Linked DNA regions of Mus musculus: regions 2, 3, 4 and 5 are each linked to region 1. A link is a contact called in public ChIA-PET, Hi-C, HiCAR-type and HiChIP or PLAC-seq data. All regions are on one chromosome and are shown on one strand. The core of a region is the stretch at or near the end of the contact, and the rest is flanking DNA. Distances in the headings are between cores, read along the strand shown.

What was found. A called contact is a pair of places that touch in the nucleus more often than the background predicts. ChIA-PET counts read pairs in DNA pulled down with a chosen protein or histone mark. HiCAR-type assays count read pairs that join an accessible place to other places. HiChIP or PLAC-seq counts read pairs in DNA pulled down with a chosen protein or histone mark.
Region 2: a FOXA1 HiChIP or PLAC-seq map of pancreatic cancer cells shows a contact between it and region 1. The contact joins the promoter of Erlec1 here to the promoter of Cpeb4 in region 1. A contact is called at or near these places in 5 of 39 promoter capture datasets (cranial neural crest, embryonic stem cells, hippocampal neurons and 2 more), 1 of 484 Hi-C or Micro-C datasets (LSK cells), 3 of 115 datasets of contacts at active chromatin or transcription factors (astrocytes, extraembryonic endoderm stem cells and pancreatic cancer cells) and 1 of 9 other capture datasets (adipose tissue).
Region 3: a HiCAR-type map of astrocytes shows a contact between it and region 1, with 3 times the contacts expected there. The contact joins the promoter of Chac2 here to the promoter of Cpeb4 in region 1. A contact is called at or near these places in 2 of 39 promoter capture datasets (cranial neural crest and erythroid cells) and 2 of 115 datasets of contacts at active chromatin or transcription factors (astrocytes and memory CD8 T cells).
Region 4: a contact with region 1 is called in a Hi-C map of CD4 T cells, with 7 times the contacts expected there. The contact joins the promoter of Fbxw11 here to the promoter of Cpeb4 in region 1. A contact is called at or near these places in 5 of 39 promoter capture datasets (HPC-7-derived erythroid cells, fetal liver, hematopoietic stem and progenitor cells and 2 more) and 1 of 484 Hi-C or Micro-C datasets (CD4 T cells).
Region 5: a contact with region 1 is called in an RNA polymerase II ChIA-PET map of memory CD8 T cells, with 30 read pairs. The contact joins the promoter of Stk10 here to the promoter of Cpeb4 in region 1. A contact is called at or near these places in 2 of 484 Hi-C or Micro-C datasets (CD4 T cells and embryonic stem cells) and 1 of 115 datasets of contacts at active chromatin or transcription factors (memory CD8 T cells).

Annotation. Positions count from the first base shown.
Region 1 is chr11:31,867,645-31,873,000 of GRCm38.p6, forward strand. It overlaps Cpeb4 (cytoplasmic polyadenylation element binding protein 4), which reads left to right and starts at 3,296. Exons shown (of 10, transcript NM_026252.4): 1 at 3,296-5,356. The coding sequence starts at 4,644.
Region 2 is chr11:30,950,958-30,956,313 of GRCm38.p6, forward strand. It overlaps Erlec1 (endoplasmic reticulum lectin 1), which reads right to left and starts at 3,174. Exons shown (of 14, transcript NM_025745.3): 1 at 2,957-3,174; 2 at 1,615-1,719; 3 at 350-430. The coding sequence starts at 3,118. It overlaps Asb3 (ankyrin repeat and SOCS box-containing 3), which reads left to right and starts at 3,441. Exons shown (of 10, transcript NM_023906.3): 1 at 3,441-3,612.
Region 3 is chr11:30,983,020-30,988,375 of GRCm38.p6, forward strand. It overlaps Chac2 (ChaC, cation transport regulator 2), which reads right to left and starts at 3,346. Exons shown (of 3, transcript NM_026527.3): 1 at 3,093-3,346. The coding sequence starts at 3,227. The region is part of intron 1 of Asb3 (ankyrin repeat and SOCS box-containing 3); the gene reads left to right.
Region 4 is chr11:32,639,317-32,644,672 of GRCm38.p6, forward strand. Fbxw11 (F-box and WD-40 domain protein 11) reads left to right here and starts at 3,239. Exons shown (of 13, transcript NM_001271347.1): 1 at 3,239-3,619. The coding sequence starts at 3,575.
Region 5 is chr11:32,531,071-32,536,426 of GRCm38.p6, forward strand. It overlaps Stk10 (serine/threonine kinase 10), which reads left to right and starts at 2,196. Exons shown (of 19, transcript NM_009288.2): 1 at 2,196-2,489. The coding sequence starts at 2,334. It also overlaps a transcript of Efcab9 not described here.

The sequences.
Region 1 (5,356 bases), core at 2,046-4,545:
ATTATGTCATCTGCCAAGCTTTAGAAGAAAGAGGCTGGTACAGACATTAACATTACTTCCTGGAAGGCTCCAAGTTTGGGGTATGGTTGGCTTCAAGACCTAGAGGGGGCTAGGCAGCAGCTAGCAGGCTATAGGCATTCCCTAGTCTATAGTTTCTTTAAGGGTCTGTATTCTAGACAGGAAGGGAGCTTTCAAAATTTATTTTTGAACCAGGTAGCACCTTAATGGTTGGGCAAAGAATGCTTTCCCTGCAACCTGCCAGCTTCCTGTTGAGCATACTTCATGGATAGGACTCCTACTGCAGGCTGAGTGCTCCATCCAGCTCTTATCTGCAACAATAGATCCCTTTAAAGATCCCAAATAGAGTCGCTGAATTGTTGTCATGGTTACCAGGGGACAGTTGCTGAGGCCACAATGTTTTCAAGAAGGATAGTCTTGGGTTGAATATCCTGAGTTTCTGAGTAGATTGCAGACTTAAAGGAACCGTTTCTCCCTTCCTTCTCTCTTCCTCTCAGTGTCTAACCACCAGCCTGACCCTTGATGACTCAGATGTCCCAGTGATCATCCTAGTCTCAGCCCAGACCAAACCTTAAACAAGTAGAGTGACCTGGTACGGAAGCACTGACTGATCCTGGAATGTCTTCTGCAAACCAAGAGAGGTTCCTGAACACTGGTCCATGCAACTTCTTCTAGGTAGAAGATGCCGCTGAAGCAACTCTCTGGACTCAATGTCTTAATAAGGAACACGTATCTTGATCCCTGCATGTGGGCACTGCGCTTACACAGACCTCATGTAACTCACTATCCTAGGAAGGTCTGGGGATACTGTCCACATGGCTCTATGGGGAAGAAAGGACTTGGAGTGGTGATGCTGAAGGCTACATAAGGAGGAAGCAGCAGATCTGAGTTCAAATTGAGGGCTGTTTGGTTTTCAGGTCAGTTTCCTCTAAGACACAGTTGCCATTTTAAGATACTGAGAAGAACTGATAGCTCCAAGTGACCCACAACCATCTACTGGACACAGAACATCCAGCTAGTCATTAAGTAAACATGTACTAAGTCTGTTCTGAGCCAGATCCTCTATTGGTCACTGGTGACATAAAGACAAATCACACACACACACACACACACACACACACACACACACACACACACACACACACAAATCACCCTTAAGAAACTAACTTACTGACACCCAGTAGTAATTTAAAAAGAGGAATCTTACAAGACTCTCTAGTAAGGGGAAGTTAGGGAAATCATTCTGAAAGAAATAGTACCTGGCTGAGCCAGCTCAGTCTCAAGGTATGTGTGTGTGTGTCAAGGGGAGCGGCAGAAAAGGAAAACAACAGAGTAAGATCCAACCTTACCTATGCTCAAAGAACTCACAGAACTGCAGAGGTCAGTATGATACATATACACGAAGGAGAATAACATCCCCGAATAAGATCCACATAGGCAAGCCATACAGGAAGTGTTGGAGAATTGAGACACTTGATATAGAAGGAAGGGTTAGATGACGGTGATGATGAGTCTTTGAGACAAGATGATAGCCCTGGCTAGCCTGGAACTTGCTTGATGTGTAGACCTGATGGCTTAGAACTCAGGGATTAAAGGTGTGTGTCACCATACTGGGTAGATAGATATAGATATAGATATATGATTTTGTTGGAATTACTTTGGGCTCTATCTTAGTTTTTTCTTCAGTTTCCATTTCCCAAAGGAAACATTTATTCAACACATATCTAAAACTTATGCTGAGGACAATATATTACTTCAGGCCCCAGCAGAGTAAACGATAGTAGGCCTATACAAAGGCAAAGACAGGGAGGCCTTGAGTAGACAGCAAATAACCAACATGTGAGCTCCAAACCAAATGGCATAAGAAACTAAATGATGAATTCAGATTTGAATATCAGACCTTTCAGAAAAGATTTCATTCTTGCTGCTTTTCTCTATGTATGTCTCCATTCAAGATTCCTCTCTGGTGCTTCCAATCTTCAATGTCAAATCTTTCGAGCAGTGGCTCTCAACCTTCCTAATGCTGCGACCCTTTCATACAGTTACTCGTGCTGTGGTGACCCCTCCCCACCATAAAATTACTTTTGTTGCTACTTCATAACTGTAATTTTGCTACTGTTATGAATTGTAATGTGAACATCTGTGTTTTCTGAGGGTCTTAGGCAATCCCTGTGAAAGGGTCATTGGACACCTCCCTGAAGGCATCACAACCCAGTTGTTGAGAACTACTGTTTTAAGCACTGATTTAGAGACATAAGCCACCAATGTAATATAATGCCATATAAAAGCATGAGCGGTATCGAGGGTCATGTATGCCTGTAAAAAGAGATTCCGAAGGCAGAGTAGGTAGGTTGGAGACTTACTCCTAAAACGAAATGAGAGTTTGCCAAGAGGAGACGACAAAGGCGTGGAAAAAGGCACAGAGAATACTGCCCACAGGACAATACGGAGTTTGGTCTTTATTCTCCAGGTAACGGACTGCCATTTTTAAAAAGGTATGAGCACAACAGGACCGTGACTGGAATTTCGTTTTTAGAAAAATCCCTCCGTTCTGCTTGGAAGGTGGAGTAGAAAGCTAATAGTTGGTGGCTCAGCCATGGACGCCTACAGCATCTGCATCTCAAAGGGAGGATGGGAGAGTAGGTGGTTCGGGTGGAGGAATGGAGACTGAAGGGAATCCCTCCGGAGACGTGCGTTCAGGATAAGGACTATGCAGTTCTAGGCACAGCACAGATGCCGGGAAAACCCGCCTCTCCTTCCATCCCTCGGGGGCGGAGCTCGGGCCAGAGCACGTGATGCCCGGGGCACCCACCTTTACTCAGGGCAGGCCTCTCGTTTATTCTAGGTTTCATGGGTTGCCACTTCGACCCCCAACACTTTAGCTCAGTGTTTCAGTGTGCAAGATGTCCATTCTCTTCCGAGCGTCTCTCTACGGACTTCCTAAGAAGCCTGCTTTGGGAACATAAATCGCAAAGGAATCTTTGCCCATAAAAAAGATGGCGGTGCACCGCTTGCACTGGGTGCGCAGACCCGAGGCCGACGCCGGCCCCGCTGGGCGAGGCGCAGGCGGAAGAGGCGGCTCTGAGATGACCAGAGACCTTCCTGGGTGGAGCTCTGAGGCTGGGAGGCGTGGCCTAGTCGGGATTGTGGTGTCGGATTGGTCTTCCGGCTGCTAGGCGTGGCCTCCGCAGCACCCCGCCCCTCCCTCATCGAACCGGAAGTGTCTCTCGGTCTTTCCAGCTGGTTGTCATTTCACTCGGCTCGGTCCTGAGGAGAAGGACTCAGCCGCGGCTGCGGGACCTGGGCACCGGAGGCAGTGGCGGCGGCGGCGGCGGCGGCAGCGGCGACAGCAGAGGAAGACGAGGAGGAAGAAGGAAGAAAAAGAAGAGCCAGACGGAGTCCGCAACGACGACAGCTGGGACTGCGGGACCGGGGAAAAGCGGCGGCGGCGGCGGCCCAGCAACCGTGAGGAGAAACAAAAGCCTTCTAAATTATAGTTTCCAATCAGTCTAGGGGAAAAGAGAGCGCGAGCCGAGGGGGGAGGCTTTTCTCCTGTAGAGTAACTACGGTAGCGGGGTTTTCCTTTTTGTCCATCCCCCTTCCCCCTCCCCCCGGCGGAGAATCGAACTGAGAGAACTGAACAAACCGCCCCTGGGTCCCATGAGGGAAAAAAATCCCGGAGCCGCAGAGAGGGGAAGAGGCAGAAACCGCAGGACCTTCCAGGTCGCCCCCTTGCTCCCCGCACCCCCGGGCCGCCAGCTTGCCCTTGTCCAGTCTCGCTAATCCCTCCTGATCGCGACACCCCCCAGAGGGAGAAACGGGTGTTTCCAACCCCTTTCATGGGGGAAAGGAGGCCGAGGGGAGCCCAAGAACAGCAAACGCAGCAAGATCTGCACCCGGAGCCCAAGGAACAGCCCCAGAGGCCCACACTGCACCCTACAAAAGAACAGAAACAGGACCAGGAACAGCAGAAATCTCCCTGCAATCATCTTTCCTTTAGTCAAGGCTGATTTCCTCTTTGGCAACCAGAAATTCACCTCCCGCCCCAGATAACCTAATATAATCTATCTATATATAAATATATAATATATAATGTTCTTAAATTATTCCTGATTTTTTTAACCAAGCTGCCAAGAAAAGAACGTATTCACCCCTTAATCCTATTCTAATTTTTATGTGAATCTAAACTGCTGAGGAAGACCATATGTGATTGTTAAATTTTATATATATATATTTTTACTCCGCACAATGCTTATTCTTCTATATCCATAGATGCTTGAGAAGCTGTGTTTTTGTCATTCATGAACATTTTCCTTTGGAAAAAGAAAGCGCCTATTTTACTAACCAAAGACTTGATTTTTACCTTTTTCCTTTTTTATTCCTTCCTTGAAATAAGCCCAATTGGATTCATATCAATATTTTAAGAGGTTTTTTTTTTTAGGTTCTTTTCCATTCAGAGAGACCAGAATTCCAAATCAGAGATACGTAGGGTGATAAGCTGTGATCTTTGAGTTAGCTATAAATAAGATACTTCAAGCAAACATATTTGAGATACAGGGGAGGAAAGACGTGAGACATTAGGTTGTCTTTTTTTTATTGTGAGATTCTGATCCTAAAAATAATAAATGGGGGATTACGGGTTTGGAGTGCTAGTGCAAAGCAATACTGGGAATAAATCTGCTTTTCCAGTCCGATTCCATCCACATCTGCAGCCTCCACACCATCACCAAAATGCCACCCCCAACCCTGCTGCTTTTATAAATAATAACACAGCTGCCAATGGCAGCAGTGCTGGGTCAGCCTGGCTCTTTCCTGCCCCGGCTACTCATAACATTCAGGATGAGATCTTGGGGTCAGAAAAAGCAAAAAGTCAACAGCAAGAACAACAAGACCCTTTAGAAAAGCAACAGCTCTCCCCGAGTCCAGGTCAGGAAGCTGGAATACTGCCTGAAACTGAAAAGGCAAAAGCTGAAGAAAATCCAGGGGACAGTTCTTCAGAAAACAGCAACGGAAAAGAAAAACTACGCATTGAATCACCAGTGTTGACAGGGTTTGATTACCAAGAAGCCACCGGTCTCGGGACTTCCACCCAACCCTTGACATCCAGTGCATCGTCCCTTACTGGTTTCAGTAACTGGTCAGCAGCGATAGCACCTTCTTCCTCCACTATAATCAATGAAGATGCAAGTTTCTTTCACCAGGGAGGGGTCCCTGGCGCTTCAGCTAATAATGGTGCTCTCTTGTTTCAAAATTTTCCCCATCATGTCAGCCCTGGCTTTGGTGGTAGCTTCTCCCCTCAGATCGGGCCTCTCTCCCAGCACCATCCTCATCACCCCCA
Region 2 (5,356 bases), core at 1,924-4,423, 920 kb before region 1:
ATGTGGTTTCTACTAACTGGCTCTGTAAAATAGAGCTAGGGCTTATTTAGGTCTGTAATAACTATCGGGCTAATTTTCTACATAGCTTATAAATAGTGGTTAGCATTTTATAATTCTATTCAAGAATTCAAAAAGGCTTTCCTTTGAACCCCAAAACATTCAAAGTAGTTCAGTAGCTGATACTTTGATATTGGTGTACTATATAAGAATTTAAATGAACAACATACTATTAAGCAGTAAGACTTGTGCCCAACTTAAAGGGTGTCATACCCTAATAAACGAAGAAAAGCCATTTTAAGCGTCTACTGGCTGCTAAAGACTTACTTTCAAATGCACATAAAATACTTACTCTGTAGGAACAACTGCTTTGTTTAAATAGTGGTTCCAAAAGCTCTCTTGGATTGGGGCCTTTGTAATCCTTTTCTTCTTCCTAGAAAAAAATAAGCTTAATACACAGCTTTCCTAGAACTTCATCCAACCCTGCTGGTTGGGTATGAATTCAATGGTTGAATCACAAATGCTTGGAAATAAAAGAAAAAAAGAGCTAACAACTTGAACAAGAACGTATGGGATGTTACTTCTTTTAAATGAACTGAAGTATGAAGCCACAGAAAAACCTTCTATAGCACTTCATTCTCTTTTTAAAAAGGTTCTGAAGTATCAGTTTTCTGACAATCCTTGTAGACTTATTTCAGAATTTTTAATCACCCATATTCCCCCCTAAATTCTAGCTATTAAAGTCTTAGAATGGTTCTATTGTGGAATGGTGCTTTTCAGTTTCCTTCATATTTTTATACTTCAGGCTTGAGCCACACATGTGGGTGGATTTTGTTTTAAGGGGGTTTAAAACAGCATGGGATAGCTGCCTTGGACAGACTTCAAATATGGAAAAAACTTAAGAAAAGCCCTGAGTCTAATATTTCTACTTTGCAGACCATGAAAATGTAAATTGGCTTAATCAATGCATTGGGTAGAGGAACTGAGTTTCTAATTGGTCCAGGGATGCACAGCTAACCGTAGCCTATACCTCAGCCTCCTGGCTCTAGGCTGTTGTCTTTTACACCTTACTATGTTGCTTCTCCTGCCTCATCGGGAAAGAAGTCATCGCCCTGAAGGATGGCTAAGAGGAGTTAGGTTGTTTTAGGAGGAAGAAAAGGGCATGCGCTGAGGTAGTGAGAAAGTATAAGGAACCTGGAGAATTATTTATTATAAAAAATTCTTTATGAAAGCACTATGTTTACATTAAAAGCTGTATTGTGTTCCACAAACACCATTTCTATAAAGGAAAACAAGCAAAGAGTTAGCTTTTTATTCAAAACATTAGTAACTAATTCCTCTCTCCCATTTGTAATTTTAGACAAGGTCTCACAATGTGTCTGTCCAGCCTGGCCTTAAATTCATGGTAATTCTTCTGCCTGAACCTCTTAGTGTTGAGATTAGAGGTGTGAACATCACACTTGCCTGGTTGCTAATTTTTCTAAAATAAATTCCCAATTTAATATTTTTTGCTACAAGGCTGTTGAGACGCTTGTTACTTATTTTAATATATGATCATAAGGCTGTAAAATGCATCTTTAGTTAGAGAGATCAGCAATATATGTATAAAAAACATACCTCATCCCCACTTGTCACAAGTGGAAGTATACATTTGTATTTTTCTTTATGAGCAGTTGTCATGATGATGTAATTATCTTCTTTATACAAAACTCCAGTTGTAGGCTAGAAACAGAATCAAAAGCATACATTATTTTTTGTCAGTTAAGGTGCTTTACCCTGAATACATTCAGTGCTCTTTAGAACAAAGGTTCCTCAAGTAAATTGACCAGTTCTACTGAAGATTGTTAAAGCACATTTTCAGATGTAGGCAAAATAGTGTAAACATCTTTAAATGATAAGGAGGAAATTAAAAACTGTATACTGTTGTCCTATCTAACAGAAAAGATAAAGTTTGGGCTGTAAAAGAAAACTAGTAAGGCAATAGATTGAAGTTTAAATGCTAATTAATACATACATTGAGGCTATACATTGTGGCACACACCTTTAAGCCCCGCCCTCAGGAGGCCGTGGCAGGCGGATCTGTTTAAGTTCTAGTTTGCACTTGTTTACTTTTTTGGCGGTGCTGGCAATGGAATCCAGATCTAGGTGTGTGGTAAATTTGTCTGTAGTAGTTACACATGGATAGACATTTCAGCACTACAATCATTCAAAACTGAATTTCCATTCTTGTTAGATTATACACCAAAATCTCGTATTCTAGGACTGGAGAGATGCCACAGAAATTAAAAACACATTATTACTCTTCTCGGAGGGGTGAGTACAGTTCCCAGTTCTCACATTGGGAGCCTCACAGCCACTGGCTCTTTCATTCTTGCCTTTTTACACAATACACATTAATTAACGATCATAAAATCCTTTTTAATCTCATGTTCTAGAGTCCTAAATAATAGTGGTAATACATTCAAGCCTCTAGTCTATTCTGCATGGCCAGTAGTATTCCGCATATAAGCTCACTAATATCTTCCAAACCAAATAGCCCTCTCAAATGCCTTAAGGGAAAAGATTCTCAGAAGCTGTATACGTCGTTTTTAAGTGTGTGTTGGAGAGAAAGAATGAATAGAGATGGGACTCCTGTCTGTTGGACGGTTGTGCGGGTAGGGTGATGTGCTAGTTAATTCTAAAACTTCCTCCACAGAGTGGGGCTGTAGAGAAGCCAGATCTAACGTAATGAGATTTAAAGGAGGGAGATGAAGTGACCGCTGATCTCCTAGTTAGTATGGAGGGCATATCCACTTAGTGTGCTAAACGAATTAATGAATGAACGAACACACTTAGGCTTGGGGTCGATAAATGCTTGGGAAAAAAAGGTTCTGGAAGAAAAAGCTAAGGAATCGAGGGCTGGCCCGAATGCTTCGTGCCAGAAAGAGGGGAGAAGGCTGCGGCTCGTGAGGGCACTGACCAGAGAGAACTCGGTACCAGGCCAGTTGACTCGGAAGGGGATGTCGTCGCTGAGCTGGGGCAGCGCTCGGCCGCCGCCGGACGCCTCCAGGAGACCGTACAGAACCAGCAACAGTGGCCCTCCGGGGACCAGGCTCCGCAAGCCGCCGTCTCCTTCCTCCATTGCCGCGTCCTCCAGCCACCGTCACAACCTCCTCTACCAGAGGAGAACAGGAGGAGGGGAGGAGGAGGGGGAGGAAGGGGGGGAGGAGGAGGGGGAGGAGGAGGGGGAGGAGGAGGAGGAGGAGGAGGAGGAGGAGGAGGAGGAGGAGGAGGAGGAGGAGGAGGAGGAGGAGGAGGAGGAGGAGGAGGAAGAAGAGGAGGTACTACAAAGCGTCCTTAGTGCAGGGGACCCAACCGCCGCCGCCACGTCTCCTTGCAGACGGCTGGGCAAAGCCGCCTCCGCCTTACAAGGGCTTGGGGCCACCGCTTCCGGGGCAGGCAGCACATCAACATCCGGGGTTGTTGAGTCGGTGGCCTACGGAAGCCCGCGCTTGGGTCGCGTTGCATTGCGTTGCTGCTGTAGCATCCTAGCGGTTGGACTCAAACGCAGAGGCCCGGGACTGACGCCGGTTGAACGGGTCTGGAGACGGCGCTTGGACGAAGCGGCCCGGCCAGGTGAGTCCTGGCCCGCGCGCTCAGTCCAGCCGCTAGGGACTCTCGGGATTTGGGGGTGAGTGGGCGGCGGCCCGCTCTCAGAAAGCAAGTAGAGAACCGAGCTGTGCAGAGTCGAAGTAGAACTTACAGTTCCGACTGAGCTGCCTACCCTCCAGTCTTTTGCTATTTGCACTCTCCATCTTCTCTCCAGAAGCTTCTCTTAGTTTCTTTTGATGGCGACTGTTGTCACGTCTGTCTCAGATGCTGTGTGTTTGGGGACACCCCCAGTGACACCTGCCACGTCCTTCGACTTTGGCATAGATTTGTTGGGTGGCTAGGCGCGTACAGTCCTGCATTTTTACTTCAGGAGAAGTTTTCCCTCCCTTGACTCAAGTGTTGGACTGTTGTTATTTTACTTAAGTCCAGAAAGTTTATGTCAAGGCCAGAGCCAGGTGAATGTGAAGTTATGAATCAAGTTACAGCAGACTGAATATAGACAGAAAGTTTTGGTTTTTGTCCCCTTCTTGAAAAAAGAAAATAATGTCCACATTTTTTTTCATCTCCTGTGTAATAATTTTACAGTGTTTGCCATAGAACATTTGGTAAGGACTGCCCATGTTGTGGTGTTAAAATCCACTGGGAGAAGAGACTTAGACTCAATTCAAATTTAGACTAAATGAACTTATTCTTACTGTTGGCAGAAGGAAGGGAGCCATAGAGCAAATACAGCCCACCATGCAAAAGGTGAATTAAGGTGGGGCTTTAAGGAGGACATCTGAATTACATGGATTACTGATATCCATGGAGTCTACATCTGATCAGGAAAATTGTCTCACTTCTCTCAGTTGTTTCTTACTTTCTCATTATACAGTAATAAAAAAAAAAAAACCATTTTATCCCTTCCCCAAAGCGATAGTAAGTTTTACAAAAGGCAAGCAGCCTTTAATGCTTTATAGCCCCATTGTCTGATTCTTATCTATCCATTAGGATCTCCCAGGCATTCCAGAGCAAAAGACTCATTGGCCAGTTAAGGGAAGCCTGGCTCCACGTTAAGTTTCGTCAGTCATCACAGAGGACTTCTACTCTAATGACTGAGATAGAGCAGTTCATTTTTCAGTGGGTAAAAACATAGTGCCACTAGATTAAGGCTGGCTGTCATATCCCCACACTCAAATTTGAACCAAATCAAAAAGCAGGAAGAGCAGTCCGTTTTTCAGCTTTGTAAGTTTTCTTTAAGGTAAAGACTCACACTATTAAAACAATATTGTTCTAGAACTGATGTTTTGTTCATTGCATTAGCTCATCATAATGTTTAATGTGTGTCAGGCATTGGGATTGGTAAGCTAGAGAGTAAATGGGCTCCTGTCATTTGTATCTCATTTTCTATCATTGAGATACTACAAATGAATAATTATGAACTAGGGGCTAGAGAAATGGTCCAGTTACTAAGAGTACTGGCTGCTCTTCTAGAGGACTGGTGGTCCCAGCACTCACAAGGAGGCAGGCTCCAACCATCTGTAACTGCATTTTGAGATCTGACACATGCATAGATATGCACAACACAAAACACATCATCATCATAGTCTCATAAAAATTTCTAACTAGATAGAATAATACCTAACATTTATTATTTAGTTTCTGCTAATCATAATATGACTATAAATACTTCTGCTGCGGCCACCTTGGGCACAAACTCGGCAGACAGTCCCACGGTCCCCTGAGGACTCTCCATTCTCCAGGTGCCCTAGCACGCCCAGGATCTTAG
Region 3 (5,356 bases), core at 2,096-4,595, 880 kb before region 1:
CTCAGAAATCCGCCTGCCTCTGCCTCCCAAGTGTTGGGATTAAAGACATGCGCCACCATGCCCGGCGATGATTGGTGTTTTTATTGGATGACGGGGAATGCTTTTAATCTAGGAAAGTTAAGGATTTAGTAAATATTTCTGATTTTTCAAATTAAAATGATTCTTTTGCCAAGTGTGTGTGACGACATACACTTTATTCTAGAGTACGTGGGAGGTGCAGAAAGGAGAATCAGGAATTCATGGTCATGTTTGCTATATAGCAAGTTTCAAAACAGCTTGGGCTATACAAGACCCTATAGCAAACAAAACAAAATAAAACAAGCTTCCTTTTTTGCAGTTATAATTTTGGAGAAAATTCTCTTAAGTCAAATCTTCCCTTTGTTGAAAACCAGTCATTTTTGTGATACAGATGTATTTAAGTAAATGTAGAAGCTAGGTATGGTGGCACAGGCCTTTAGTCCCTGCGTTCTGGGAGGCAGAGAAAGTTGGATCTCTGAGTTTGAGGTCAGCTTGATCTTCAATGTGACTTCCATGCCAGCCAGAAGTACATAGTGAGACTGTCTCTAAAAATAAACAGAAACCTAGGAAGAAATTAAAGTTTAATGAAGAAATTCAAGCAAACAATTCTCTCTACTACACTATATGAAACAAGCCTTACATCTGTATAGCTGCCATTCTTATAACTAACTTACTGGGTACATACTTTTGTAAAAATACAGTTTATATCCTAAGAATTATCTGAGTCATTCCAAGTTGCTGAATAGTTCTGGAATATTCTTTTTTATTTTTGTCTAGATAGTTACATTTAGACAAATGTGAAGTCAAGTTAGGTTGTTTTGTCTAGTTCTTTAACAGAATACTGTATTTGAAATATATTTAGTGCTGGGCAGTGGTGGCACATGACTTTAATTCCAGCACTTGGGAGGCAGAGGCAGGCAGATTTCTGAGTTCGAGGCCAGCCTGGTCTACAGAGTGAGTTCCAGGACAGCCAGGGCTACACAGAGAAATCCTGCCTTGAAAAACCAAGGGGAAAAAAAAGGAATATATTTAGTGCTAAAAAGTTCTGTTAATGTTCTATGTTTTCCTCGTTGTTATTTTGAAATGAAAGGTGTAAAACTATTAGCCAACGCCCTTTAAGTCTTAGTGAGCTGAAGCACAAAGAAACATTGGCTTTGATAGATCTCTTACTACTTTTTTTTTTTTTAACATTTATTTACTTTCTATGTACACACCTGTGCCATGGCTTGTGTGTTGAGGTCAGAGGGTACCTTGTAGGAGTCAGTCTTGTCCTTTACTTGATGAGCTACATCTCTGGCCTTATTAAAAATGTAATTTTAAAAAGTTATCTTTTCCTTTTAAAGAACCATTGACCCCATCTTCCCAAAGACAGGGTCTTAACTATGTAGCTCTGGCCTCAATTCAGAGATTCACATGCATCTGCCTCCCAAGTGCTGGCATTAAAGATGTGTACGGTTATGCTGGGGTCTCTGATCCTACTTTTTAAAACTGATATACACAAACAGCACCACCACAAAACAAAACCATCACAACAACAAAATCTGAAAACAAACCATGGACTTTTAAAGAAATATTGTATTGATTAGACAATTTTTTTTTTTACCAGCAGTCTGCGTGACAGTACACATATCTTAATGTGCTATGTAAGAAAGATACCCTTTGATTGAGCCTATGTTGTAAAATATGCAGTCATAACCACATACCTGCCTGCTTAATGTTTGGTTATTAAAATGAAAAGCTAGTTTAAGGTATATATATATATATATACATACATACATACATATACATACATACATATATATACCTAAAAGGCATTTTATTTATTTTAATTCTTTAATATTTTAAATATTGTTTTATAGTAGTCTTGGTAATTCTTTGGTTATGGTGTTTCTGTTGATGTAAATAAACATTGGCCTCTGTTTGGGTTCCACCAGGCCAGGAAAGTCTACCTTAATTCTAAATTGACAAACTGTAGTTAGAATGGTTCTACCTCAGATGCTCTTCCTGATTTAAAGCCTGTATCTTTTGAGCAGGTACACACTGTGATCTTTCCCTTTCCTAAAATCTCTTCTGATACTTGGTTTCCAGTATTTCAGAATATTATGCTTTAGAGTATTTTTTAAAAATGGTGCTGGGAATTGAACTCGGGCAGGGCCTTGCATGCACTAGGTAAGAACTCTACTACTAAGCTATATTCCCAGACTTGTTTCTGAGCTTGAGGTCCAGGCCAGTATTGAACTTGTGATATTCTTTTGGATTACAATTTTGTACCAGCAGACTAGGCTAATTTTAAGAGTATGTTGGAGAACACAGGAACATTCAAAACCAAAGGTTAGATATTAACCAAACAAGTTACTAGTTCATACTTGTTTAACTTTTTTTTTCCACAGATTTTTTTTTTTTTTTTTTTTTTTTTTTTGTAGCCAAGGCAAATAGTGAGCTGCTTCTAACACTCTGAACCCCTGGAGAGCTGAATGCTTTATATGACCGAACTGAAAAACAGATCCAATGATTTGTATTTACATTAATAATTCAAGAGAACTATGGAGAAGGAACATTCAAATAATGGAGATTTTCAATTCATTACTCAGAACGAACTGCAAACCTCACATAACTTTGCTTATACCTCTCAATCAAAAAATCACCATGGGCATAAAAATTGGAATGACTGGAAACTAGTTCTTTCATGATCTTAGGCATTTTAAAACTAAAACATTGGAAACATAAATTGGAAATTTACAGGCACATATAAATTCAGACCAGTAAAAACCTGGCATAATATAGACATATCAACGAATTTACACACTGACCATGTGGTGACATGAAAATTCAACTTTATTATTTTGTGGGGTGGCAGAGGTTGCCAAGATAAGGGTGCTGTCCTGGCCACTTCAGCCTTGGGCGAGCTCCCTGTGCCCGTGCTTTCTGCTTTAGAAACTAATTACTGGCTTCTGAAGCGGCCTAAGGATATCCACTTCTTGAGAGAGGCAAGGGCAGGTGGCCAATGAAGTTGAGAGCTTTATCCTGTTCCAGTGCTCTGCTGGGTAGGTGGGCATGAGGCGCTGGCTCCTTACCTTGCCTGGGACCCCGCGGTGGTCCGTGCTACCTTGCCAGAAGCGCCGACTGTAGTTTGTGATGTAACCAACCAGCTTGTCCTGGTAGGGGAAGTCCACCTTCCAGATGAGGGACCCATAACCAAACACCCACATCTTTCTGGACCCTGACCGGCACTCGGACTTCAGAACGAGACTGCTACCGAGGGGAGTAACCGGCTGCTGGGGCAGTGCCAGGCGCTCTGGCTTCGCCTGATGTGCGGCGCAAAGCACACTGGGTTTTCAGAGCTTCTATGGTGCGGGAGGGGTGGGGGTAGGGAATGGGAGGCAGGGGACTACATTACCCACAATTCTTTAGAGTTTTACGACTCTCGAGTTGGAGCAGCACCCCTCCCACCTTTTTTTCTAGTGAGAATTGAAAGAGGAGAAAAGGCAGGACTCCTGTCTTATAGGGCACCACAATTAGCACGTAGTCATTTTGTTGTGCTTTGAAAATTGGCTAGCTGCCCACATCAAACAGCAGCCAGAGTGGCAGATCCCGGAAGTATAATATCTGTATGACCAAGTCCTGTGTCCTTTGCTTTTAAATAGAAGCAAAACAGTAGTTTTATGTGTGTGAAAAAGCAACTGGATTCTAATGGAAGTTGCTTATCAGATTGGGGGGAGGGGGGGAAGAACGGGACTGTTTAAGCATGATGAAGGAGAGAGGTTTTTATACAGTAAGAGACATCTGGAACAGTTCACAGTGGGCAGGACCAAACTGAGCTGTGCCATGTGAGAAGAGGGAGGGAAAGAAAGATGAGAGAGAGGGACTAGGTGCAGCAGCCTGGAGGCTCAAAAGGGATTTGGTTGGATTATATAGGAAAGGGCTGCTGCTAGAAGGTCAGCCCAGCCCTAGGGATGGAAAAGTTTAGAGTAGGGGTTGGGGTATGCCAGCAGGAGGGTCCTGAAATAGATCAGGACCGAAGGATGCAGGAAGAACTTGGCAGTCAGTGCCTATTATGATGTTAAGTAGGCACCTCAGCCATTTTTCTCACTTTTGAAACCTACCACTTATTTAAACTTCAAAGAACAGTTTGTTCAGTCTTAATCTCGGAGGCTCAGAGACGAGCAGGTGCACTCTCCCATTACATTACTTCACCAGTGGCTTTTACAGTGCTGCTTATAGAATCCTTTTCTTTTCTCAGGTGAATGGCTGCTGTTTTGTTTAATAAGAAACTTTGAGGATAATGAATATTCTTTACTGAACACTTAATTTGGATGGTTGAGGAGAATTCTTATATTTAGTTTAAAATGTATTGTTTTTCCTGGATTTCCTTCTTAACTCTTAAGTATTTTCATTGCCTCCCCATCAGACAGTTCTATTCTTGCAGAACTATGGCAGGACACCTTAAATTTTAGATAAAAACACTAGTGGGAAAATATGTAGAACCACTGTTGACTATTGGGAAACATATTTTCTTAGTCTTCCTTTGGGTTGTGTTCTTTGTATTCTTAAGATTATAATATTTTATGTATTTGAATTTCTCAAAAATTGAAAATTAAGTGATATATATACACTCCCTCCCCCCAAAAAGAACAGAGCTTTGTTTTTTGTCTTTGATTGGCACCCCACTGAAAAGCAAGCTGATGTCCTAAATGTTGCTATAGTGATATAAATAGTAAGGAAGCAAAAAAAAAATTCCTCCTAAGTTATAGGGATTTTTAAAATACACACTCTAGATAAAGGTTCCAAACACTGAACTCAAATACAGACTTTTGAAAGTGTTGAAGCAGTTACTACTTAAACTGTAGAAAATTTGGCTTGGATTTGCATTTTTCTGGGGAGAAACTTGTTTAATGCATCTCTCCAAGAGGTCAAACATTCTAAGAAATACTATCATCTGTTGAGTTAGTGCTATTTCTCACTTCAACCATTCTGATTCTTTATGGAGGAATAAGTCTAGAAATGTTGGGCGATTGCCCATTTATGAGGATTTCTGCTTTTGATCTTCAGCAATACTAGAGGAAAATGCTAACTTCAGAGAATGAAAAAAAATACGTATATATTACATTTATTTATTTATTTTATGCATATGAATACACCACCATTGCTCTCTTCAGAGACACCAGAAGAAGGCATGAGACCCCATAAAATAACAAGTTGTGGTTTCACAATGCTTGCCATAATTATTTTTCTTAAACTCTTTGCTGTCATTTTTCTTTTTTTTTCCTATTAGATATTTTCTTTATTTACATTTCAATAGTTAGCCCTTTTCCTAGTTTCCCCTCCAAAAATCCCCTAT
Region 4 (5,356 bases), core at 1,989-4,488, 770 kb after region 1:
TAGGTCATTTTACTCTCATCAGTCATTTAACCCCTTCATAGATTAATGGGCTAATAAGGGAGTTGCATGGCTATGGAGTGAGCTTTCTCTGGTTAGCTTGCTATAGCATCTTGCCATGTGATGACCACTGCCTGCAATGACCTAGGGAAGGCACTGGCAAGCAGATGCTGGCACCTTGCTCTTACCATGAACTAAACCAGTTTCCTTTTTCTTTCTTTCCCCCCTTAGACAGAGTTTCTCTGTGTAGCCTCGGCTATCTTGAAACTCACTTGAATTCACAGAGCTTGGCCTACTTCTGTCTCCTACGTGCTAGGATTAAAGGGTGCACTGACACTGCCCAGCTTTAGTTTCTTTACACGTCATCTATTCTCACATATTCAATACAGCAGCAAAAAAAAAATGGACTGAGTTCAAGGAGTAATGGGAATGGTGGAAGCTTACTTATATAGAGACACTTTCTGAAAGGAAGGTAGAGGATGCTGAGCCACTGAGTACTGTCATCATATAGATCTAAAAGTCAGAGAAATTAAAATTAAAATGTAAAGTTAAGATTTGTTTGTTTGTTTTTTTCGAGACAGGGTTTCTCTGTGTATCTCTGGCTGTCCTGGAACTCCCTCTGTAGACCAGGCTGGCCTCAAACTCAGAAATCTGCCTGCCTCTGCCTCAAAAGTGCTGGGAGTAAAGGCGTGCGATACCACTACCCGGCCTTAAGGTTTATTTTTTAACTCTGTGTGTGTTGAGGTATGTGCACAGGTGTGCCTGCGGAGACTACCAGAGAGCATCAGTTCTTCCAGAACTGGAGTTCCAGGCAGCTGTGAGCTTCCTAGTGTGGGTACTGGGAATTGAACTCAGGTCTCCAGGAGCACTCTTAGCCATTGAGTCCATCTCTTTAGTCCTCCAAAAGTGTGAAACTTCTAACTGATTAATTTTGGCAGTGCTATGGGTTGAACCCAGGACCTTCAGGTTATGGATATGCCAGAGGGTTTTTTTTTTGTGTGTGTGTGTGTTGTTTGTTTTGTTTTGTTTTTTGGTGACACGGTTTCTCTCTGGTTAACTGCCCTGGCTGTCCTAGAACTCCTTTTGCAGATCAGGTTGGCCTTCAATTCACAGAGCTCCACTTGCCTCTGCCTCCTGAGTGCAAGGATTAAAGGCGTGTACTACCACACTCAACATGTGAAGATTTTTAAAACAAGGAATGTGGTAGTCTAGGCTAGACAAACACATGGGAGGTTCATACTCATCCTGTGGCCCCTACATGCTATAGTGTATGAAAGGTCCTGGCATTTTCAAGGTCTTGGCTGCATTGGTGAAGCCTAATAGACTAGTCTTTCAGTATCCATAGAACTTCCCACACTCGATATGGGCTTGGACTTGCTTTGACTGATGCGGCAGTCAGACCTTGATAAGCATCTGCTGATGGCTCTTGCCCTTTTTTGAGCCACCCTCCAGAAGCTTGGGAGGCCCCATGTGTAACCTCAGCTGATATATATATCACATTGGTCCAGATGAGCTTGCTTAATTTACGTAATTGTATAAGATAATAAGCCATTGTTATTCTAAGCCACCACGCCTTGGAATGGATGGTTATGTCACAATAGGTAACTGAAACAAAGGTCATTTAACCTAACCTCCTCATTACACTTCTGACTGTCCCAAGTCCAGAAAGGGAAGAGAGTTTGGGGAAAACCAGACAGCAAGGTATTGGCAGTAACTCCAATTCTGGGCTTTTCCCAGTTGCTTTTCTTTCAATCTCTTGGTGAAAGCCACTAGATAAAGATTCAAAGTCTATCTGCAGGGGATTTACACTGTGATGTGGATGTATACAGATTACTGTAATGCCTTGCTCCCTGGGAATCGTTAGAGTACTAAGTCATCCTCTTTACAGGGGCAAAGAATTGAAACAAACTTGAGAAGCAGGCAAGCAGGCACTGCTACTGTGAAGTGGGCTGGGTACAATGAGCCAGGCCCTTGAGACACTTTATAACAGCTCTGACTGCCAGGTCTCCTGTAAACATAAACAACTTAACAGTCCGTCAACATTAGACAAGGCCATTCTGTGGCCTTAGCTTATGGATCAAGACAAAAACAAGACCACCCCATAATCATTTGTGAACACAGATAAAACATGGACATTGTCCAAGTCCCTGAAACACAGCTACAAGACTAAACACTTGAATCTGGCTAACAGGAGAGGCTGTCAACAATTACTGGATTAGTTTTAATCTAATATAACTTCCCATAGATAAGGCTGAGGTGCCCAGTCTTATACCCCCACTTCCCGGCAGTATCTGCTCCAAAGCCCCTTCAAATCCTTTTCTACATTACCTAAGGTCTCTTACTGAGACGTCCCTGCTTCATCATGGTGTATGTTCATTTCTACTTCAGCTAGGAAAAAACCCACCTTGTTCAACTATCAGCGTGTTCCTGGGGGCTTTTGGTTCGAGGGTATTGACAGACTTGGAAGTCACAAGGAGTTAGAGGTTCTCTGAAGTCTCTAGATGCGTTTCTTCATATCATTTCTAACTCTTAGTCAATGTCTGCTGTCTTCCCACTAGAATTAAGCTGAATAAGAACAGAGGTCTCTCCGGTCATTCCCAGTGCTTAGGGCAGTACTAGTAGAAACTGAATGCTTAAAAATAAGTGTCTTCGGCCGGGCGGTGGTGGCGCACGCCTTTGAGGAGGTGGAGGCAGGCAGATTTCTGAGTTCGAGGACAGCCTGGTCTACAAAGTGAGTTCCAGGACAGCCAGGTATACAGAGAAACCCTGTCTCGGAAAAAAAAAAAAGTGTCTTCAAAATGTATAGCTTCTTTCTCATGGCTCAGCTCCTCCCAGTCAGTGTGGCAGATCTCCACACACCGCTTTCCCAGCTCAGTCTCCAAACTCTTAGATGCCCATCTTCCTTTAATTGTGTCTTCGACCTCGCGGGCCCCCTCCCACACTTCCTAGTGCAACCTGGGACCCACCTGTCTCCACCATCTGTCCCTACCAAATGCAACACACACGGAACGGCAGCGCTGCAGCCTAGACGACTAGTGGGCACCGCAGACACCCACTGCGCATGTGCGGAGATCGCTCGCTCGCACTGCAAAGATCTCCGACAAGTGAGGAGTTGCCTCGGAGTTTCCGTCCAGGTCCGTGCGGCTACGGGCTGCCAGGAAGTCAGGAACGACCAACCGGAAGAAGACCTCGCGCGCGAGGATTTCTGGGACAAGTAGTCGCGGCGCTCGCGAGGCCCTATCGCGAGCAAGCCCTAGATACTCCAGCTCTGCACGTCCGGCACTCACAGCCCTGCGCTCCCCTAGGTGCTCTCTCCGGTGGCAGAAGCCGGCAGATTGGACCAAGCGGCTTCTTGCTCCCACAAAGCTGCGCGAGCCGCCGCGGCTGCCGGGAGTTGTAGTCTTCGCTGTGCGTCCTGCGTCGGCCGAGGGTGAGGGCGGAGCTGCGGGCGGCCCGGGCGGGCTGGCAGCTAGAGTGGGTGCGAGAGCTGCCTCCACCGCCGCCGCCGCCACCGCCTCCTCCGCCCGGGCCGATCGCTGCTGAGCGGAGAGAGCGAGGCGGGGCCGCCGGGGCCGCCATGGAGCCCGACTCGGTGATTGAAGACAAGACCATCGAGCTCATGGTGAGTGCGGCCCACTGGCCTTCAGTTCTTCCGGCCGGCCGGCGGCCGGGGGGCCTGCCCACCCCGGCGTCCGCGCCAGGCCAGCCCTCGTTCCCCGCCGCCTGGGCCCGGCCGCCCCCCTGCTATGGCTCGTTGCTGACGCTTCGCGCTCTTGGGCCGGCACGGCCTCCACTCCCCGCGGCTCCCCCAACCCCCTCCTTGCCGGGCTCCGGCCAGTCTCCGGCGCCCCAGCCTCGCTCCTGCCGGAGCCACTGCTCACTCTTGCCTTGCCATCACACTCTGTTTTTAGAAGGGGATTTCTTTTTCCCTTCCCTGGATTCCTCTGGCCGGGCCTGCATCGCGCCTCCCAGCCTCGCTCAAGCTGAGGGTGATGGTGGTGGAAGGGAGTCCGAGACCAGTTGGAGCCGCTTCGGCCTCCATAACCTAGGCGCGGGGGGTGGGGTGGGGTGGGGTGGGGTGGGTGGTAGGGGTGGGTCTCAGCACCCTCGCCCCAAGCTACCGCTGTATGGATGCCAGGATAGCCCCATTGGACTGGGATGTTGGGGGTGCCTACGAGTCTGAGGCTGTTCCGGATAAGGGGCCTATTTTCCGGGCCCCTGCGGTGTCAGGCTTCTTGGACAAAGGGTTTCCTACCCTGCCGTGAAGGATGTTTGTATAGCAAGGCCCTAGGTACTCTTGAATTCCATCCCCCAGGAAAGGGAAACCATAACTTTTATCATTTGGGAAATGAGAGGGGAGGGAGAAGAGGTCGCGCTCATCACTGCCACCCTCTCTTATTTTAATAATAAAAAATGGGAGGGGGGTTTCTTGGCCCACGGATAAGCAGCGATCCCTGTACTGTTAGGAACCATTGGTAGCCAGCCTGGTCAGGTCTCCCCGGACACCCCTAACCCGTTTCTGACCTCAGACTTGGTGCTAGAAAGGTTTTTGGAAACAGGACTCTGAGTCTGGGAAAGTGAAGGATTTGCTCATTGGCGGAAGAAATAAAGTATGGCTGACTGGTATTACCTGCCAGTTTGAACGTGAGGGAAATCAAACTGGGCCCAGGAGAGTTGGGGAGGAAATCAGCCTCTGCAAATGAACATACAAAGGGCTTCTTCCTGTGAAAACCTTGATAGTTTTCTTTGTATCTCTACTGATATAGTAACAACTAGTATCTGCTCCACAGTATTAAGAAAAGGTGAAAGATCTGCTGAACTTAGCAAGATGTTTTCCTCGTCAGAGTTTCTCCAGTGTGAATCGCTTATTGAGTCAGTGATTCCACTGGGTAGGGTTGGTGACATCAGAGCCACTTCCCCCATTTAATGCTATAAATAATAAATGGTGATACTGAAAGTCTGTTGGATAGCCTCATGGTTTCTGTGGATGATGTTATCCAGGGAGCTGAGGTACACGTTTTAAAATGGAAGTATAGTAGCATAAAATACAGAGTCTCATGTCTGCTGGACTCTGCACAATGTGCAGAACTGGATTGTTGAAAATTAAACCTGGAAGTTTCTGGTTGGTTGTATGTGTTGAAAGGAATTCTGTCACTTTATCTTCAGGTTCTGAGGACTTTTTTCCATTTTCAGAATCGAATTGTTGGTTATAACAGTTTGGGAAACTTTGATAGTTATTTTAACAAAATACCTTTTTTTTTTTTTTTTTTTTTTTTTTTGGTTTTTGGTTTTTGGAGACAGGATTTCTCTGTGTAGCCCTGGCTGTCCTGGAACTCACTCTGTAGACCAGGCTGGCCAC
Region 5 (5,356 bases), core at 946-3,445, 660 kb after region 1:
CCCCAATTTGACCTTTAATTCCCAGCATTAGGGAGGCAGGGGCAGGAGGAGTTCTGTGAGGCCAGCCTCAAGTAACAGGACAGCCAGGACTACATAGAGTAACCCTGTCTCAAACAAAATATCGCTCCCCTTCCACTCCTGCCAAATCCAATAACACAAAAAAGTGGTCAGCATCTCAAAGACACTGAAAGGCTGTAATAAAACTGCAAACTTAGACTCTTTCATTGAGATAAACACATCAAAGGCACTATTTATCGATCTTACTCTTTTTTGGTGGTGGTGGTGTTTTTTTTTGTTGTTGTTGTTGTTGGTGGTGGTTTTTTGGTTTTTTGTTTTGTTTTGTTTTGTTTTGAGGCAGGGTTTCTCTGTGTAGTTCTGGCTGTCCTGGAACTCACTTTGTAGACCAGGCTGGCCTCAAACTCAGAAATCCGCCTGCCTCTGCCTCCCAAATGCTGGGATTAAAGGCATGCGCCACCATGCCCAGCTTGATCTTACTAATTTCTATTTTAAGTTGTTCCAGAAAGTAGGGTGGGGGGAAGGCACAGCCCTTCATTCACTAGATTAGTGTGAGGCTCTGTAGCCAGAGACAGTTGAGGAAAGAAACCCCGATTTAACAGAAGTTTCAAAGCAGCTTTGGTTCTGTTGAGCCTCCTTTTAACTCCAGCTACATAAGTTACACGCCCCCCACCCAAACACCTTACAAAACAAAAGTCACTCGTGATTTGGGGCAAGTTTCCGGAGTTGTGGAACTGTCCCTTTACGCCCCCACCCCCACCCCCTGCCACTGAGACCCAGCATTTTCACCACCAGAGTGAGATTCCTCATGGCTCTTTCCAGTCAGTCCCCGTGTCTGGGAGCAACTCCACAGCGTTGCCTTTTCTGGACCGGTCATAAAAATGCAGTCATACCTCGTGCGATCTTTGGGTCTGGCTTCTTTCATGTAGCAGGACATTTTTAACGGACCTTTCCATTTTTATCCTTACTTTGTTTTCTTTTGGAACTCCTGGAAATGGTTAGCGCATTCTGACCCTCTGTCCACCCGGTATAGCTGCACAGACTTCAGCAGGTCCCGCTCAACCGAGTGACAGATGTACACTTTGGCTGGTCCACAGGCTGACTCAACAAGAACAGTTTTGCATGACATTTTCTTCTTTTAATTATAAATTTTCCCCGCACTCATTTTGTGGTGGGAACAATTGGAACTGGAGCAACTTTTATTCCGGACGTCCTTAGCACACACAACCCTCTCCGCGCCTAGTATTCACTCTCCAGCCGGCTTTTCGAATGGGGGAACAGCATTTGGCGCGAGACTCTAGGGATATTTTCGAAGAGTCCGGACGAAGGGGACCAACAATTAAAACGCTTTCTCGAGTTAAGAGTGCCCGAGTGTGAGACACTCTTGTTCAGGATGGGAGGGTCTCCAGCATAGATTCTGCAGCTGCCCAGCCCCCAGCACAATCACTAGAACCCACGTTCTGATACCAAGCAAAGACGCTGTGCAAGATGCGGGACGCCCGCAGCCAAGGTAGAGAGGGATGAGGACCAGGATATAGGAGCACCATCCCAGAGATGACTCCGCTTTTATCTCTAATGGGGCTTTTTAATTCGCAAAATAACTAGAAAGTTTTACTTAATAAGGAATATATTTGCTAACCTACCATGAAGCCTAAAGGTCCTAAAGGGACTCTCGTTTCATGTCCAGCGTCCCGGCCGTTTGTGGCTGGCGGAGGCGGGGAAAGTCCGGATGGGCGTAAGCGCGGGGCTCTGCTTTCTGCGGGGCTCAGAGGCAGCACGAGACCTGCCTAGGAAGTGTGGCGAAAGCCACCTGGGACCGCGTGAACTTTGAGGCAAAGAGCACCGAGGACTGGGGTGAGTCCCGGGGCGAGGGGTGCGGGCATCTCGCGCGGGAAGCTGGCGAACCAAGCCTCAGCGGGAGAGTTCTGTGCGCTGATGCACCCACTCGGCACCGACGGCGGTTGAAAGACACCAGCTGAACCCCGGAGGTTTGGGGTTCCGGGAGGCGCAGCGGGCCCAGGGGCCGGCCACCCGGCGGACTACAGTCTCCAGAGTGCCCCGCGGCGCGGGCGGAGCCGCGAGCTCCCGCAGCCAATTGAGGGGTCTCGGGGCGCCGCAGAGCAGGTGGAGCCGGCGGGGACAGGCGCGCGCGCGGGTGCCGGGCGTCCTGCAGGCGGGTCTAGGAGGGGGCGGGGCGGGGCGGGCGGGCCGCGGTTCCTGCAGCTCCCTGTGGCCGCTGGCGCACTCGGCGGGTGCTGCGCTGCGAGGAGGGCGGCTCTCCGAAGCCGCGGGTCCTGTCGTCGCGCTCCTCATCCAGCATGGCTTTCGCCAATTTCCGCCGCATCTTGCGGTTATCCACCTTCGAGAAGAGAAAGTCCCGTGAATATGAGCACGTCCGCCGGGACCTGGACCCCAACGATGTATGGGAGATCGTGGGCGAGCTGGGAGACGGCGCCTTCGGCAAAGTCTACAAGGTGAGAGTTCCGATTGCTGAGCCTACCAGGTCCTGCGAGCCCCTGACCCCCACTCCCACCCCCCGCACAGCTGCTTCTGAGCACTTCCTGTGTGCCCTGTACAGGGCACAAAGGGACGTTTGTAGGATCGAGGCATCCCAGGGGGCTACCGGAGGCATCCCCAGGATCACGGTGATAGGGACACATCTTTTAAAGAGGGACTATACCGATGTTGTGGGAATATTCAGGCTCTGGGCTGTGCCTGCAAGGGTTGGGAGTTGAGGACACTTCTGAAGATGAGCCTACGATCGGTACTGGGGAGGTCAGAAGGGCCCTGGAGTAAGTGAGGACAGGCTTGGGATTAGAAGGCTCAACGGAAAGCGAGGACAGGGTCCTGTGAATGCAGCTGCAGGGCACAGATTTGGCTTCTAGTCGCCTGAGTCACCAGAGGCTCCCTGTCTGCAGTTACCTCTCCCCTGGAGGAAGACAGGCTGAGGAGGAGTGGGTGGGGCATAGATGATTCCATATAGACACGTGTGCAGACGGACAGCTCCTGGGGTTTGGTCCTCTGAGCCAATTCTGAGTGCCTGGGTTGTTGTTCAAAGTACCTAACTCATCTTGACTCCACCCTTTCTCATTTCCTCCTCCTCAACACCCTCCCCCTCCCCCGGCTTCCCCAACCAGGCTGCTCAGGCTGGTCTCCCAGATCTACTTGCCTCAGTCTCTGGAGTAGCTTGGACTGTAGGTTTGGCCACTACAGCATAGCATCCCCTACTTTTATTGGGAGACTCCCATAGTTCAGCTGTCTTAGCTGCCCTCCAAAGCCATATGTCATTGTCCTTGGGGCTTTGGTAGTTAGAGGCCTCACTGACCCTTTCAGGATGCTGGACCCCAGAAAGGGCTTTTCCAGTTCCCCAAGTCGGGCCATGCTCCCTTTGACTTGAAATTGATATGCTAGCGTTGGTCTGCTTCTCGCCCCAGAAGTGTGCTCCCTAGGAAAGATGCTATAGCATCCTTGGGAAGCTTGTAAGGAACTAAGACTCTCAGCTGGGCGTGGTGGTGCACACCTTCAATTCCTGCAGAGGCAGGCAGATCTGAGTCTGAGGCTAGCCTAATCTACAGAGTGAGTCCAGGACAGCCAGGGCCACACAGAAAAAAACCCTGACTCAGGGTGACACAAACAGAAAACCAAAGCAAACAGAAAGAAGCTTAAGACTCGGGCCCCACTCAGCACTCAGATTATAGTGCTCCAGCAGCTTGGAGCAGTAGCAGTTTGGAGGCCAGTCAGACCCTTGGAGACCTCCTCTCTGAGTTGTACTTCCTGTGGGAGGGCTGAGGAACCCCCACTAGGGCAAAGTTCCCCAGTGGGAGAGTCAAGCAGAGGTCACCTGGCCTTCCAACTGAATGGAACACTTTGGCTGAGGGGTTTCTCCATATTTGAGGGCTACCGGGCCAGTCTACCCTTTCATCGGTCCTCCAGGCCTTGCTCCTCTGCTGCATTCTAGTGATGTCAGGAAATGGTCCCCAGCCTCTCTCTCAGTCAGCTCTCTCTGATGCTGCCTGCTCCTGCAGAGGTGCCTTGACCGCCGTGAGAGCCCCCAGCCTGACTCACCGTCTCTAATGTTCAGCCATTTTTCCGTCCGTGCATGCTCTTGGCTCTCCATAATTTTTTTTTTCTCTCTTAGGGACTTTGAGTCACCTTCTTGTGTACCTACTATGTGATGCTCTCAATTGTCACTTCAGATCCTTCTCCATTGTTTACAAGTTTCCTGTAAAGCCTCCTGCTAGACTGCAGGACCTCATCTGTCTCTAGTTTGCCCTCCGTCCCCAAATGCCCTGTTCTGGATTTCTGTGGTTCATTTTTTATTTAAACTTTAGTGCAGAACTTTGCTTTCTAAAAGGCAAGACTCTCCATTGTCTTTTCTGCTTGCTGGGTAAAACTCTGCTCTCCGGTCACCCACTATTTTGTTGGTTCCTGGACAGTCTGTCAGGGTTGGTGATGGGTTGCACGGACAAAGATGGCCCCCTGCGGGCTGGAGAGATGGCTCAGCGGTTAAGAGCACTGACTGCTCTTCCAGCGTCCTGAGTTCAAATCCCAGCAACCACATGGTGGCTCACAACCATCTGTAATGAGATCTGACTCCCTCTTCTGGAGTGACTGAAGACAGTTACAGTGTACTTACATATAAAAAGCAAAAACAAAAACAAAAAACCCAGCTGGCCCCCTGAGACTATAAAGGAGCAGAGACACCTCTGTTGACGCAGTGCTGTGCCTTGCATGCAGCTCATTCTTTGGGTGTTTGTGGTGATGCTCGCATTGTGTGTATAGAAATGTGACGTGTGGTGGCTTGGGATGTCTGAGGAGGATGACAGGTGACTCTCACTGTTAGGTAACTACTAGGAGGTGCTCTCTAGTGTTATTTTAGAACACATTTGAACATTTTAAAGTTTCCCACAGAGCATCCTACTAGGCTGGCCGCAGCTCATCTGTCTTTAGTTTGCCCTCTCTTGACTAAGTATCTTTTCATTTTGTGTTTAAGGGTTTTGTTTTGCTTGTTTTGCTTTGTTTTTGTTGAGACAGGATTTTCTGTGTGGTCTTGGCCGCCCTGGAACTCACTCTGTAGAGGGGGCTGGCCTTGAACTCAGATATCTGCCTACCTTTTCCGAGTGCTGGGATTAAAGGCGTGTGCTGCCACCACCTGACAAGTTTTGTTTTTGTTTTTTGGTATTTTTGTGCCCATAAGTGTGCAGGTGCCCACGCACACTTGTGTGAAGGGTAGAGGTTGACATTGGGTTTCTTCGTTAATCACTCTCCACAGCATTTTTTGAGACAGGGTCTCTACTGAGCCTGGAGCGCACAGATTGAGCTAACTACCTGGTCTGAGAGC